Regions from separate parts of the Mus musculus genome. Here regions 2, 3 and 4 are each linked to region 1. The links are chromatin contacts, called in public ChIA-PET, Hi-C and HiChIP or PLAC-seq maps. All regions are on one chromosome and are shown on one strand. Each heading gives the region's core, a stretch centred on a gene start, on an enhancer-like site or on the middle of the called end of the contact. The rest is flanking DNA. Distances are from core to core; before and after follow the strand shown.

What was found. A called contact is a pair of places that touch in the nucleus more often than the background predicts. ChIA-PET counts read pairs in DNA pulled down with a chosen protein or histone mark. HiChIP or PLAC-seq counts read pairs in DNA pulled down with a chosen protein or histone mark.
Region 2: a Hi-C map of CD8 T cells shows a contact between it and region 1, with 8 times the contacts expected there. The contact joins the promoter of Arl5c here to the promoter of Rara in region 1. A contact is called at or near these places in 1 of 484 Hi-C or Micro-C datasets (CD8 T cells), 1 of 115 datasets of contacts at active chromatin or transcription factors (memory CD8 T cells) and 1 of 9 other capture datasets (liver).
Region 3: an HNF4G HiChIP or PLAC-seq map of pancreatic cancer cells shows a contact between it and region 1. The contact joins the promoter of Neurod2 here to the promoter of Rara in region 1. A contact is called at or near these places in 1 of 39 promoter capture datasets (pre-B cells) and 1 of 115 datasets of contacts at active chromatin or transcription factors (pancreatic cancer cells).
Region 4: a contact with region 1 is called in an RNA polymerase II ChIA-PET map of memory CD8 T cells, with 9 read pairs. The contact joins the promoter of Stard3 here to the promoter of Rara in region 1. A contact is called at or near these places in 2 of 115 datasets of contacts at active chromatin or transcription factors (memory CD8 T cells and pancreatic cancer cells).

Annotation. Positions count from the first base shown.
Region 1 is chr11:98,935,988-98,939,236 of GRCm38.p6, forward strand. It overlaps Rara (retinoic acid receptor, alpha), which reads left to right and starts at 1,709. Exons shown (of 9, transcript NM_009024.2): 1 at 1,709-1,892. Gm46294 reads right to left here. Exons shown (of 3, transcript XR_003949771.1): 2 at 1,937-2,215; 3 at 1,276-1,554.
Region 2 is chr11:97,994,543-97,997,791 of GRCm38.p6, forward strand. Arl5c (ADP-ribosylation factor-like 5C) reads right to left here and starts at 1,631. Exons shown (of 6, transcript NM_207231.1): 1 at 1,276-1,631; 2 at 525-585. The coding sequence starts at 1,321.
Region 3 is chr11:98,327,852-98,331,100 of GRCm38.p6, forward strand. Neurod2 (neurogenic differentiation 2) reads right to left here and starts at 1,794. Exons shown (of 2, transcript NM_010895.3): 1 at 1,583-1,794; 2 at 1-490. The coding sequence starts at 485.
Region 4 is chr11:98,356,888-98,360,136 of GRCm38.p6, forward strand. Stard3 (START domain containing 3) reads left to right here and starts at 1,481. Exons shown (of 15, transcript NM_021547.3): 1 at 1,481-1,621. It overlaps Ppp1r1b (protein phosphatase 1, regulatory inhibitor subunit 1B), which reads left to right. Exons shown (of 7, transcript NM_144828.2): 6 at 1-60; 7 at 146-909. The coding sequence ends at 183. It overlaps 1700003D09Rik (RIKEN cDNA 1700003D09 gene), which reads right to left and starts at 1,396. Exons shown (of 3, transcript NR_045477.1): 1 at 1,350-1,396.

The sequences.
Region 1 (3,249 bases), core at 459-2,958:
GAAGGCTGCCCATGTGGGAGGGAGGCAGTGTAACTCTGTGCATGCACCTATCTGGTAGGATCTAGGCTAGAGGAGCCTATGGAAACTAGAGGTGAACTGGCCCTAGGCTACCCTCTCAGCCAGGTAGGTTCCTCACTTGTATGGAGGCTCCTGATGATGGTGGGGCTCTGGCTGGAAGGCTTGACGGGGGCACGGGAGTGGGTGCGTGGAAGGGAATGGGTTAAGCGGCGGCCTCCACATCTGGGAGCCATTGACGCATTCTTGCCTGCTGAGCGCATGTTTGTGGATGGATCTGGACGGGACAGATCGGGGCGGGGCGGCAAGAGAGGGGCTGGGCGGGTGGTTCGCCCCGGCGGAAATCCAGACGGGAGCGGGAGACTGCGCTAGCCCAGCGGGGCGGCAAGGGTCTGGGGAAGCGCTGCACCGCTTTGCGGAGTTTTCCCTTGCGTCCGACCTCTGGACAGAGTGTCCCACGGACCTGAGCTGTGCTACCTACCTTCCAAGGCCGCCAGAGCAAAGCCACAGAGAGACAAGCAGATATTCTAGTTCTAGGCCCGGTTCAGACACCCATGCAACCGTGGACAAAATCCCATATGGGCCTCGGACCTCCTGTTCTTAGTCTGAAAATCCGGACATCGGATTAGACTGAGCGTCCCCAGGGTGGAGGCCTGGGTGTGTGGCACTTCCCTTGCCAGTGGGATGTCCTGTGGGGGGCAGTTGCCACTTCTCTGCCCGGGAACTCGGGTGAGGTAGGCACTGCATAGTGGACTCACCCTCCTCCAGTGCAGTGTTAGAGGTGGAAACCTTAACCTCCGGCTGGCCCGGAGGGGGCTTGTGACAGTTGGGAATTGAGGTCTGGAGATGGAGTGTGGTTCAGATCCTGTCCTCCTGGAACATGTATGAACTGCCCTCGGCCCTCAAGTGGGTCTTCTAGAATGGAGAGCGACTCCAGGCCGTCCAAAGAGCTGGCTTGGGGTGACCATATTTCTAGCTACTCGAAGGGATTCAGTTGAGCTAGAAATTTCCTCTAACCTACTCAAGCCGGAGAGGTGTTTGGGAAAGAAGGATGTTCTATGGAGAAGACGGTCTTCCCTTTGTACTTCGGCTTTACAGATGAGAAATACTAAGGTCCAGAGGAGCCAAGTGTTTTGCTCAAGGTCAGATAGCTTTCAGTTTCAGCTGGCCCCGGAGGATTGTGATTAGGAGAGACAGAGACTTGACAGCTGGGGCAGGAGTCAGTGCGTTCTCCATATTACACCACCTCCTTTCTTCCCAGGTTTGGTAGGTGTGTGTGATGTGTGTGTGTCTCTGTGAGTGTGGGCGTGTAGCGGGGTGGGGGGTGGGGAAAGGGAGTGTGTGTAGGATCCCGCACCCTGAGGTTCGTTCACCGCCGAGTCGTAATTTATTCTTTTCTCTGAACTTCACACCGCCCCCCCCCCCACACACACACACCCCGAATCTCTTTCTGGCGTGTTGAGGGAGGGATTCTCCCAGATTCCCACGGTCCGGCCACTAGCTGGAAGCGTCTCCTTTAAGACTCGCCCTTCCCTGGGTCTATTAAGGAGAGAGGGGCGGGTGTGAGCATGAGGACCCGCCCCCGGTTAGTGATTGGCCCGTGGCATGCAGGGGCGGGCCTGCGGCAGGGGGGCCTCCCTCCCACCCCAGCTCCATACCCTCCGCCCCCCCCAGTCTAGGGCTCCGGGTAAAGTTTCAGCCTCTGCACGTGACTCGCCATGGCCGCTGCCGTCGCCCCGCGCCCCTGAGCTGCGGCCCCCCGGACGGCTCCTCTCGGAGGACCCCACACCCCTGACGCCGGGCAGCGCCGCGGCGCCTGCTTGGGGCAGACCCTGTGCCCGCAGACACGCAGACGGGTTGCATCCCCTCGCTTCGAGGTAACCTCTCCCCTGGAACCCTGGGGAACCCTCGATTCTCTCACACTTCGGGGCCCGGTGGCCCACTCTGGATGGGAACTGCGGGCGGGGACTGGGTGCCCGGCAGTTTCGACGGGGACCTGGGGTTTCCTGGACTTCCCAGCCTGCCGCTGGCGTGTCCGGGGTTGGGGAGCCCCGTCTGCGCCGCGTCTTCGCGCGCACAGCCTTGAGGCTTCTGCGGCCGCCTGCCGCGCGTGTCCTCGGCGCTCCAGTCGTGGCGGATCTACTGCTGGGAACTCTCTTTTCTCTTCAAACCCAAACCAAACAAAAAGACTTCTTGAAACCTGTTTGGGGAGAGATCAGATGCCCAACGGACTAGCCCCCTCCTACTCTTTCTCCTGTTACCTGAGCCGCCCTGTGGTTTGGGGAGAATCAGCCAGGGGCCCACCCCCACCAGAGGGAACTGGCTGGGGGGGCGGGGCCCGCTCAGCTGGTGTCTCGGTTGGAGTGTGGGGGAGCCGTCAGAATTGGGTGCGGGAGCCAGAGCAGTTGGGTGAGACGCGCCTGAGTTTTGTGTTACTTGGGGCTTGTGGAAGCCTTTTGGGGTGAGGGAAGGACAGAATAGACTGGCCGACCTTGCTTCGCTGAGGATGTCTGGGATTTAGTGCCACCCACGAGGCTTGGAAGCTGCTAGCCAGATGTGTGTATGTTGAGGGGTGGTTGGCAGATCAGTTTAACTGTGTCTCCTTTTCTCTCTGGGCACTGCCCTGCTGTCTTACTGTTCGTGGGAAAGGGGGACAGATTCCCCAGTGTGCAAGGCTGGGGGTGGGGGCTAGCTCATATGGAAATAATTTAAAAAGCAACAACAACAACAACAAACTGAGTCTTGGGAAGTTTCTTGCCCTGCCCCTCCACTATTCATCCCGTCTTGGATAGGATGCCCAGCATGCTGGCATGGAAGGGATGGTACCCCTTGCTCCTTACCTGATGCCAGCTCCCGATGTTGCAGCCAGATGGCTACCTTCTACCTGTGGACCGTGTGCACATGTATGTGTGGATGTTTTCCAACAGAATTGCTACCCTTTGCTCTCAGTTCTGCCCTTGATCACCCCATCAGCCCGGGGATGGGACTCAGATTTGTCATCTTTTATCTTCACAAGGCAAAACTTGGGGCACGCGAGTGGGGGAGTGGCGGGGGAGGATATTATCCAGTAAGGACTCTGATGTCCTGTGAGGAAATTAGGGTTCAGACCCCCAAACTCCTCTTACTCCTCCAGGGCTTTGTATGGAGATGAAGCACGGAAGGCCCAGATTCGAGTGGGGGTGGCCTGGAGCCTTGGGGCTTCCCCTGGAGGGGTGGAGATGAGTAGGGGGAGGG
Region 2 (3,249 bases), core at 381-2,880, 940 kb before region 1:
CTCTACTCCCAAAGCAGCTGAGTCCAACCCAGAACAACTCAGCTCTGGGTGACCAAGCACTGGGCAAGGCCCACGTCCTGTGGTTGATATGGGGAGAGAAAGGTCTGAGTTTGTCTGAGTGTGGCCTGGTCTGGCAGAGCTCCGGTCCGCCCTGGCTGGGGTTTGAAGTAGGAGACCGAAGTTAACCAAGTGTAAGGGGCAAGGGTGAGAAGATAAGGGTCCTGCCGCCAGGGGGAGCCAAGAGCAGCGAGGCGAGAAACCGCCTGGCATTCCACACCTGCCAGGACTGAAATGTGTTTGGCAGGGTAGATCGCGGGAGGCCGTGGGACCTGAAGTCACCCATTGCTGGCGGGATCCAAATCCAGGCCAGCAGCCACTAAATCAGGAAGGTCATACCAGCGTCTTCCCATCACTTCTTGTCTACAACTACCCACTAACCCAGGGAAGGGCTCTGGTGATTGGTGCAAATGACTATCAGTCTAGTGTGAGGCCCAGCCCACTCTATCCACCCAGTAGTTACTTACAACTGGTAGAGAATGGTGGTCTTCCCTGCATTGTCCAGTCCCACGATAATGACTTTGTGCTCTGGAGGCATCCAGGGGAAGGGCAAGGTCAGAGCCAACCCGGACGACTGCGGGCGTGGGTGTCCCTAGTAGGCTTCTCGTCCTGGCCTCTTCCTCACCCTCTGCTCTTGTCTGGATGAATGGATGCCTTCTCTCCCGGCTCCACACATCCCTTGGCAATCTCCGAGCTAAAGCTCGGTATCTCAGCTTTCTGTGTGCGCCCCCCCCCCCAATTTCCTAGGATGCTCAGAGAAACGCGGTCCGGGGGACCTCTGTCGAAGACTGTACCGTTTCACTTGCCATCGGACCGGACCCCTGCACCCCTCCTGACCCCCTACCCCACCTCCGTCTACATTTCTAGACAGCGATCGTCTAAAGGGTCCGAAGCACACTGGGCTCTAAATCACAATCTCAGGAAATTGACTTTGGGGGCCCTCAGGGTCGCACACAGCTCAGCTGGGTGGTGGGGTCAGAGGCAGAAGGCTCTCCCACCCCTGTGCACTGGGCACACTGAAGCGCGGGGTCAAGGTGGGGGGCGGGGGGCTTGTGGGAGGAGAGCAGGCAGGAGGCCATGGAGAGTATGGGAGTGCACAAATCCAACTCTAGCAGCGCAAGGTTCCCAGTCAGTCTTCACGGACGACTCCAAAATCCCAAGAGCCCCAGAAGACAGCGGAATCAAAGAGGTCACTGGGCTGCCCGGTGCGCCGCTTACCCTGACTCCCAAAGATTCGCATCAGCTTGGCTATCAGCTGTCCCATGGCACTCCCGGAGCTGGGGGCGGGCGGGGCTCAGCAGCCTCCAGGACCAGAGTCTGGCCCCAAATCTTCAAAGCCCTGCCTGGGGGAGGGCCAGACCCGCTGCTCCTATCAAATGTGCGGAACCCCAAGCGTCACCCTCGAGACCTGGGAATCCCACCGGACGCTGGCTCTTTCTCGGTGCTGAGGGTCTGAGTGGCGTCACCACGAAGACTAGGTATTTGTCTAGGGGCAGGAAAGTGCAAGGAAAATCCCAGAGTCCTCTTTACCCTGAGAAAACTGAAGTTGGAACTATCTGCTTTAGTGTTGCGAGTAGAGTGAGCAATGTGCAAAATGTCTGCTCTTCCTCTCCAAAAGCCACCGCTGGGGGGAAACCCTCCAAGGGCGGTCCAGCTTTCTCACATTGAGACACAGCATCCTCATCTACAAAGTTCAGACTGAAGAACCCTGCAACTCAGTTACAAAACAAACAACAAAGAATCTCAAAATGTTTTGCTAATCCAATCTAGTAATTTTTTAAAACTTTTTGTTTGCTTGTTTGTTTTTGTTTTTTGAGACAGGGTTTCTCTGTGTAGCCCTGACAGTCCTAGAACTCTCTGTAGACCAGACTGGACTCCAACATCAGAGATCCACCTGCCTCTGCCTCCTGAGTGCTGGGATTAAAGGTGTGTGCCACCAAGCCCAGCATTTTAAGATTTTGTGTGTGTGTGTGTGTGTGTGTGTGTGTTTTCACGTGCACGCACGCTGAACCACATGCCATATGTTTAAATACATGTATACCTTTGGAAGCCAGACGAGGTACTCAGATCCTAGCTTGGATACTGGAAACCCAACTCAGGTCCTCTTAAAGAGCAGCAAGTGCTTTTAACTGTTGAGCCCTCTCTCTAGCCCCTAATTACATAGTATTGTAATTTTTCCCATTTTGTGTTAGATGGCATTCACAGCTATCCTTAGCTACATGCAATTGCATGCAACCTGCAGGCCACAGTCTGAGGAGATGGTTCAGCAGTTAAGAGCACGTGTTGCTCTTCCAGAGGACCAAGTTCTGTTCCCAGCAGCCACCATAGACAGATAAGGACTCTCTATTAACTCTGGGTCCAGGGAACTTGTTGCTTCTGGCTTCTGCACTCTGTGCAATACCCACATGCAAATGCACACACCAATATATAATTAAAAGTAATAAAAATAAAAAATTTAAATCACCATGATTGCTGGGCATGGTGGCACACACCTTTAATCCCAGCATTTGGGAGACAGAAGCAGGTGGATCTCTGAGTTTGAGGCCAGCCTGGTCTACAGAGTGAGTTCCATGCCCCTTCCCCATTCCAAAGGAAATGAAACAATAAATACCGAGCCTGGGCTACATAGTGAGATTGTCTTTTACAATCTAAACCAGCCAGTCTCTCTCAGCAGAGGGAAAAGTCTTTTTATTTGTTGATTTGTTTGTTATTTTCAGAGGACCTAAATATATAATCTGTCACCCTGGCTGGCTTTAAACTCCTGAACTCCAGCAATCCTCCTGCCTCAAACTTCTGAGTGGCCTTCTGGCCTCACAGGCTCCAGCAGCAGGTAGACCCAACAGTGGGTTTGTGGGTCACGAGGAAAGTAGCAGCCCCAGCAGGAAGAGGGAGAAAAAAAACCAATGTGTTGTTTGTGAATTTCACAACCTGGGAGAAACCCAGAAAAAAATCTAAAGAGAAGTGAAAAAAGGCACGTTGACCTTTGGCTGGAGTCCCAGACTCCGTATTTTCTCTTTGGTCCTGAGAAAATTGGAAATCTTTGATATATTTCTCCAGCACTACAATTCAAGGCAGACTCCAAGAAAGAGGCTGTAGTCATCACATCACACTGGAGCATCCTCCTAGGGCCCCTATGGCTGTCTGCCCTCTGCTAAGGCAGCACCCCCAGCGGGGGGGATTCACCTCTACCTC
Region 3 (3,249 bases), core at 544-3,043, 610 kb before region 1:
TCGATCTTGGACAGCTTCTGCGTCTTGGAGTAGCAGGGCACCACCTTGCGCAGGTTGTCCAGAGCCGCGTTCAGGTCGTGCATGCGGTTGCGCTCCCGCGCGTTGGCCTTCTGTCGCCGCAGCTTGGAGCGCTCCAGACGCGCCTTGGTCATCTTGCGTTTCTTCGGCCCGCGCTTCTTGGGCCGCTCGCCTTCCGCCTCGTCCAGTCCTTCCTCCTCCTCCTCTTCCTCCTCCTCCTCGCCGCCCAGCTCTCCTTCCTCCTTGACCTCAGCCAACGTGGGTTCAGGGATCTCTTCTCCTCCACGAAGAGACACTGGCTTGGCGGCCCGGGCGGGTCCTGGAGCCCCCGACCCGGGAGCAGGAGGAGGCTGCGGCGGCGCGTCGCCCTTGTCGCTCCTCGGCTCGTCGTCGTCGCCGTCGCCCCAGCTGGCGAACTTGGGCACGTCCGAGAGGAGGCCGGGCTCGCTGAACAGGCGGGTCAGCATGGTGCCTGAGGGCGCCCCGGGGGCGGGGAGACAGACAGCACAGAGTGAGGGGCGCGCCGGGGTCACCACGACCCCCCAACCCGCCTCCACCCCCCAAGTCTCCGTGAGCGCCCCAGCTCAGGGGCCCCCGATGCCCACTACGTCCTGCTGCCCCGCCCAGAGCCGGCCCAGCCCTGCCCGGCTGCCAGTGGGGGACCGCGGCCCAGGCCCTTGCCCGAGATCCGGGCTCCTGCTCCGCCCCTGGCCCGGAAGGAAGCTGCTCTCGGCCGGTGTCGGGGTCCCAGAGAGCTTGACCAGGTGGGGGGTTAAGGGACCAGGTCCATCTTCCCGGGGAGGCGGTGCTCTCGCCCGAAAGCCAGCTCTCTCCCGGTGACGGAGAGAAGCTGGGCGGCCGCCGTGGGGACGCTGCCCCGGTTCCTCCTCTCCACGGTCCGGCCCCTCGGCCTGGCTCCCCAAGCCCTCCGGTGCCTCTCACCCCCAAGCTCCCTAATCCAATTTGCAAGTTGGCCGCGCGCCGCCCCCGGCCGGGCCCCCACCCCCGCAGCCCCAATTCTAGACACCGGAGCACCGTCTCCTCTCTAGCTGCTGCTTACGGGTCTCCCGGAGCGGGCTCCGGGTGCGGGGACTGAAGAAGCCGGGCGTGGGGAGGAGACCCAAAAGCGAACCCTGTTCGTCTCCCTTGCGGTCAGGGACCCTCTTCCCCTCTTCAAACTCCCTCCCTCCCACACGTCTCTACAGATCTCGTTGTATTTTGAGATCCTTGGGGAAAAATCCAAATTTATTTGTTTGCTTATCTTTTTTGGTGGTGGGAAAAGGTCACAGGTTCCTTCGGGACAGTCATGGGGGGGGTCCCATCTTCGCTTCTTCGAGTGCCTCATGACCCTTCCCCCTCAGCCCATCCTAGGCATACCATCTCCTTCCGCAGCCCCTTAAGCTGCGGCCCCAATGGGAGAGAGAACACGGGGCGCCCCCGCTGCCCATCCCGTAAGGGGGTAGGGTCCCAGGAATAGGAGAACTGGGGGGGACTTCCATGTCCGAAGCAGCGCCCCCCCACCACTAATAGCAGGTCAGATCTAGCTCCCTCTCGGACAACTTACCTCAGAGAGGAGTCAAGGGGAGAGGGGAGGGGAGGGGGGAGGGGGCAAGAGAGAGAGGGGGGAGAAGAGGAATCTTCTCGCTTATTTCATTGTTCCCCCATCTTCAGGGAGCGGGGGCAGCGGTTCCTCAAGGCGGCGGGCGCCGGCGTCTTCAGAGCGCCATGCGAGCCGCGGAGCGAGTGTGGCATCTCTACCAGGCGGGGTACCAGCCTCTATGCCAGGCCATATGGGCTTGGCACGTCACGGGCAGCAGCTATCACATGAGAGACGGTGATTGGCATGCGTCTGCATTGGGGGAGAGCCGGCTCCCCCGGGACCCGCCGCCATCTGTCACTCTCTACTCCAAAAAAAAAAAAAAAAATTAAATAAATAAAGGAAATAAATAAATATCTCTGCCGCCCTCCCCTCCCCGCCCAACGCAGGAAAAGCAGAGATTGAGAGGGAGGTGGGAGGATTTGCCCCCCTCAGATATAGAACCCCCCACATGGGAACAATGGGGTGGCAAGTCTGGGAATTGGCGGTTTGTGGTTGCCAGGCCAATTCAGGGCTCTCTCCAGGGTCTTGATCTGTCCATTTCCCTGTCTCCAGGTCCCTAAGGTGGGTCAGGACCAGACCCTGGGGTGTGGAGAAGGGACCTCGGTGCTTACTGCCGCTCCCCAAGAGAATCCCCTCCACCACAAAGGGACAGCTGAGGCTCCTTCCAGGGTGGGTGTGGGGGGCATCCCTGGCCCAAGCCCCATAGGTAGATGCTGGCACCATGCCATTCCTCATCCCTGTCTGCCCCTCCCCCACCCACCCTCACGCACACACAACATATGTGGCTGAACAAAATTCAAACCAAGGGAAAGACAGAGAAAGGGAAAGATTTGCCTCCCTGGGTGTCTGTGCCTCTGCATGGGCGTGTTGTGCGTGCGCACGCGAGTGCTCATGTGTGTGTGTGTGTGTGTGTGTGTGTGTGTGTCTGTGGGGACATGTGTGTCTATCTGTGTAGTCATCACACAGGAGATCTTTCCTTGGGTGTCAAGGGCAAATGTATGGTGGGGTGGGGTGGGGAGGGATTTGGAGATGAGCTATGTGTCCCTATCTGGGTTAAGGTGGGCACAGATCTGGATTCCTAACCCAGAAGCCCTCTTCCTCCTCTTCCTCCTCCTTCTTGAGTCACTGAGGCCTTACCACCCCTGATCCTTGCCAGGTAGGCCATCCACCAATGCCTCTCTTTTGGCCTTCTGATTTGGTTAGCTGAAGGAAAGGGTATGACTGGTTGCAGGCCGCTTAGAGTTTTTAGACAGGACCCAGCACTCTTCCTCTCTGCAGAAAATACAAAAGCCACAGAGGCTGACCCCATCAGTCACAGGAGAGGCCAGAGAGGAGAAGACCAGACAGGTGTCTTGCTGAGGGAGGTAGGAAATGGATGCTTTATTTTACAGTTCCCCTTGCAAGGTTCCTATCCTGCCAGACACAGATGCAAATGGTACAGGTTAAAGGGAGGAGCTTCCGACACACCCACCTTCCCACCAGTTCCTCACTCTGTGGTGGAGAAAATGGAAACACACCCCTGTTCAGAGTTAACCTGTGTGAGAGACAAGTACTTGCAGTCAGGGGTAGAGACCCTTGACCACACTGGACTCAGGCAGGTGCTGTCTTCAGGCCCAAATTTCTTGTCTCTC
Region 4 (3,249 bases), core at 231-2,730, 580 kb before region 1:
ATGAGCCCCAGAGAGATGGAAACTCTGAGGACCAAGTGGAAGGCAGAGCAACACTAAGTGGTGAGCTTTGGAGTGTGGGCTGGGGAGGTGGGTGGGAACCTCATGGGCCAAGCCTGGCCTTGAGTCCTCTTTATTTGTCTTTCAGAGCCTGGAGAGGAACCTCAGCATCCCAGCCCCCCCTGAGCCTGGCACATAAGCTCAGAGCCCTGTATCTCCCAGGAGGAAGTGTTCCCCAGAAACCCACTCTGTCCCCACCCTCCTTTGTACCCTGTCTTTCACCTGCTAGGGCTGCGGCTTCTGACTTTTAGAAGACTAAGGCTGGTCTCTGTTTGCTTTGGCTGAAGCCCAGAGTCCCCAATGCCTTTCCCTGCCAGTCATTCTTCTATTTACCCGGTGGGAGTAGGGAGGTGAGAGAGCCCACACTGGAAACCCCAGAAGGCCATAAACAACCATTTATTCTCCACAAGTCCCCTCCCTCTCCAGATTCTCTCCCCTGGGCACAGGAGACCCACAGGGCAGGTCCTAAGATCTGGGGAAAGGAGGTACTGAGAGCCTACAGGTGCCCTGAGATCTCCTCCTTCCCCTACCAGTGGTGGGCGTTGAGTCCCCAACCCTCTCATAGACTTCAACCAGGGCTCAGGTCTCACGCATTCTTTGCAGAGCCTCAACATGTCCCTCCCTTAGTATCCCATTCCTGCTGGGTGCCTGCAAGATGGACTGGCAGAGGCTGCTTGCTGCGTTTTGTTTGTGCTTTGGTGCCAGGAATGCACTTACTATCTGTCCTTAGGGGGCCACACAGTGGGGGGAGCCTGGTTCTCCTTGTCCTCCAGCAACTTGGTTCCCTTCCCCTTCTTCCCTTACTCTAGGCCTGAACCCCTCCTACGCTGTAATAAATCTTTGTAAATAATTGTCCTGAGACTCCTCTTTCAGGGGAGGGAGGAGAGACCGGGAAGTAATGGTATGTTCTGACAGGAAAAATGGTGGTTATCTTAGGGTCAGGATCTTGCCTCTCGTGTCCAGCCCTTCCCAGGAAGGAGCCTTTCCTGCAGGCTATACGCATGGCAGACATACTAGCTCCTGAGGGAGATGGCTAAAAGCCAGGGGAGAACAAAGGTCCTTTAAATATGTGTGATGGATGTGGTGCTGCGCGTCAGTAATCTCAGAACTTGGAAGGCTGAGTTCGTGGCCAACCTGAGAACGTCTCAAAAACGAAAAATGGATTTCTCCAAGGGACTTGTGCTCACAAATCGGCCCTCACACAGTTCCCCTTCACTCCACAGTGTCAGGCCTGTATGATCTAATAACCAAGACACCCTGGGGTTTTATCCCTTGCTCCTGCACGGTCTTACACAGTTTAACTTCGGTTGTGGCTCCGCTTCCGGACCTCGTCTCCGAGAGAGGGGCGGACCGGGGCGGAGCTTCAGGGTCACACGAATCCCGATTGGCTTTGGGGGCGGGCTCGGGGGGGCGGGTTGGCTTTGGGGGCGGGCTCGGGGGGGACGGGCTCAGCGGCGGAAGTAGCGCCGCCGGGAGCTCTCCTTCCGCTCTGAGGAGTTGCCAGGCCGTGGAGCGGGACTGCGGCTGAGGCAGGAAGAGTGGGGGCCGTGGTGACATGAAGCAGGTGGGTTGTGCGGCGGTCGCAGGCACCGGGCGGTGGTACAAGAGCTGTCTCTACCCGACGGATCCCGCTTTCCTGCCCGGTGTCCGTCTTTGGTTCGGTCCGACCCAGCCCACACCCCTCGCGCTCCGGGTTCCGCCCCCTTCCTCTCCACTCGCTGCTGCGCGCGCAGGGCTGGGGAGGGGGTGTCTTGGTCTTTACCCGAGAGGGTCCGGAGGACGTCTGCGGCCGCTTTCCTAAGCCTTCTTTATAGTAAGAGGAGAGGCAAGGAGTCGGTATCTAAGTATTATGGGGGACAGAATTGGGTGTGGGAAGGGGCCAGACTCAGGGAAAAACATACTAATCGGCTGCCTCTCTGCCACCCGCTGTTTCCCACAACTTCCGTTGGAAACATCCACGCATAGCTTCCCAACGATATCAGAAAGAAGGCTCTTTAAACTCTTCTCAGAAGTGCTTGCTACTGTTGGCTTTCATTCCTGACATACTTCCACCCTTTGACTCCCCAATATTTCCTGATTTTTCCTCTTACCTCTCTGACAAGAGGGCAGAAGAATCTCTTTACGTTCACGCTGGCCCAACCCGCCTCACTGTGCATTGATCCTGGATGGCCTCATCCACTGTTGTCGCATCAAGTTCACGTTCACTGAATATTCAGATGGACGATAGCAGCACATCCCCTTCCTGGGCTCCAAATTAGCTGCCTGTCAATTATGCCTATGGGATACCTTCACTTTGGGATGATCTCACAGGTTTCAAACGTGAGCTGATCTTTTCTCTGTAAATTTATCCTTCCACTCTTGTCTTATCCAGGAGAAAAACTCCGGAATTGCCTTAACATCTTTTAACCCTGTTTGCTCAGAGGTGCCAGTATAGCTAACTCCCTGAACCTTCTCTGTCACTACCCTTGTTGACGTGTCTCTGGACATTTCCAGCAGCTTGTGGTCCTAATTGCTTGCAGGCAAGTCTTCAGAATCTAGCTCTTGCAGACTTTTATATCACGAGTCTGGTTATGTCACTTGCTTGCTTCCCATTGCCTGTGGGGAAACGACTGTGTGCTTGTTTACTGTAAGATGTGCCTGGCTCACATAGGGTTCTTCGTGTATATAGCAGCACCTCTTTCCTCTCTGATCTGCTGGGCCTCCTCCTGATGTATCCTTCAGGAGTCCTGCTCAGAGAGCACCATCTCCACACTGCCCACCTCCATCTCAAAGGCTGGCCGCCCTGCCCATCTGTGTCCTCTGAACACTCTTAGTGTCATAGCTGACATATAGACCCATGCACCAGCCTGCTTGAGTTTTGATATTGTTTTGAGACCTTGATGAAGTCAGTATCTTCCTTTCCTCTTTTGGAAGATGGAGATAGTAATGTGCCTACCTTGTATAGATGTGAGAATGAATGAAGTACTGTGTAGTGTATGCATCAAGGGACCAGGCCTATGAGTGCCTAATGAACACACGTTAGTTAGCATGTCCTGTGTAAGAGCACTCTGGCTTGCTGGTTATGAGTTAATTTCATCGGCTGCGTGAGAATGCTTGGTGTGGCTCGCTTCTCATTCTGTCCCTGGGTCCTAAGGTGAAATCCTGGACTCACCGGGAACAGGATCTGGACCTACTGAGTGGAATGCTATTCAG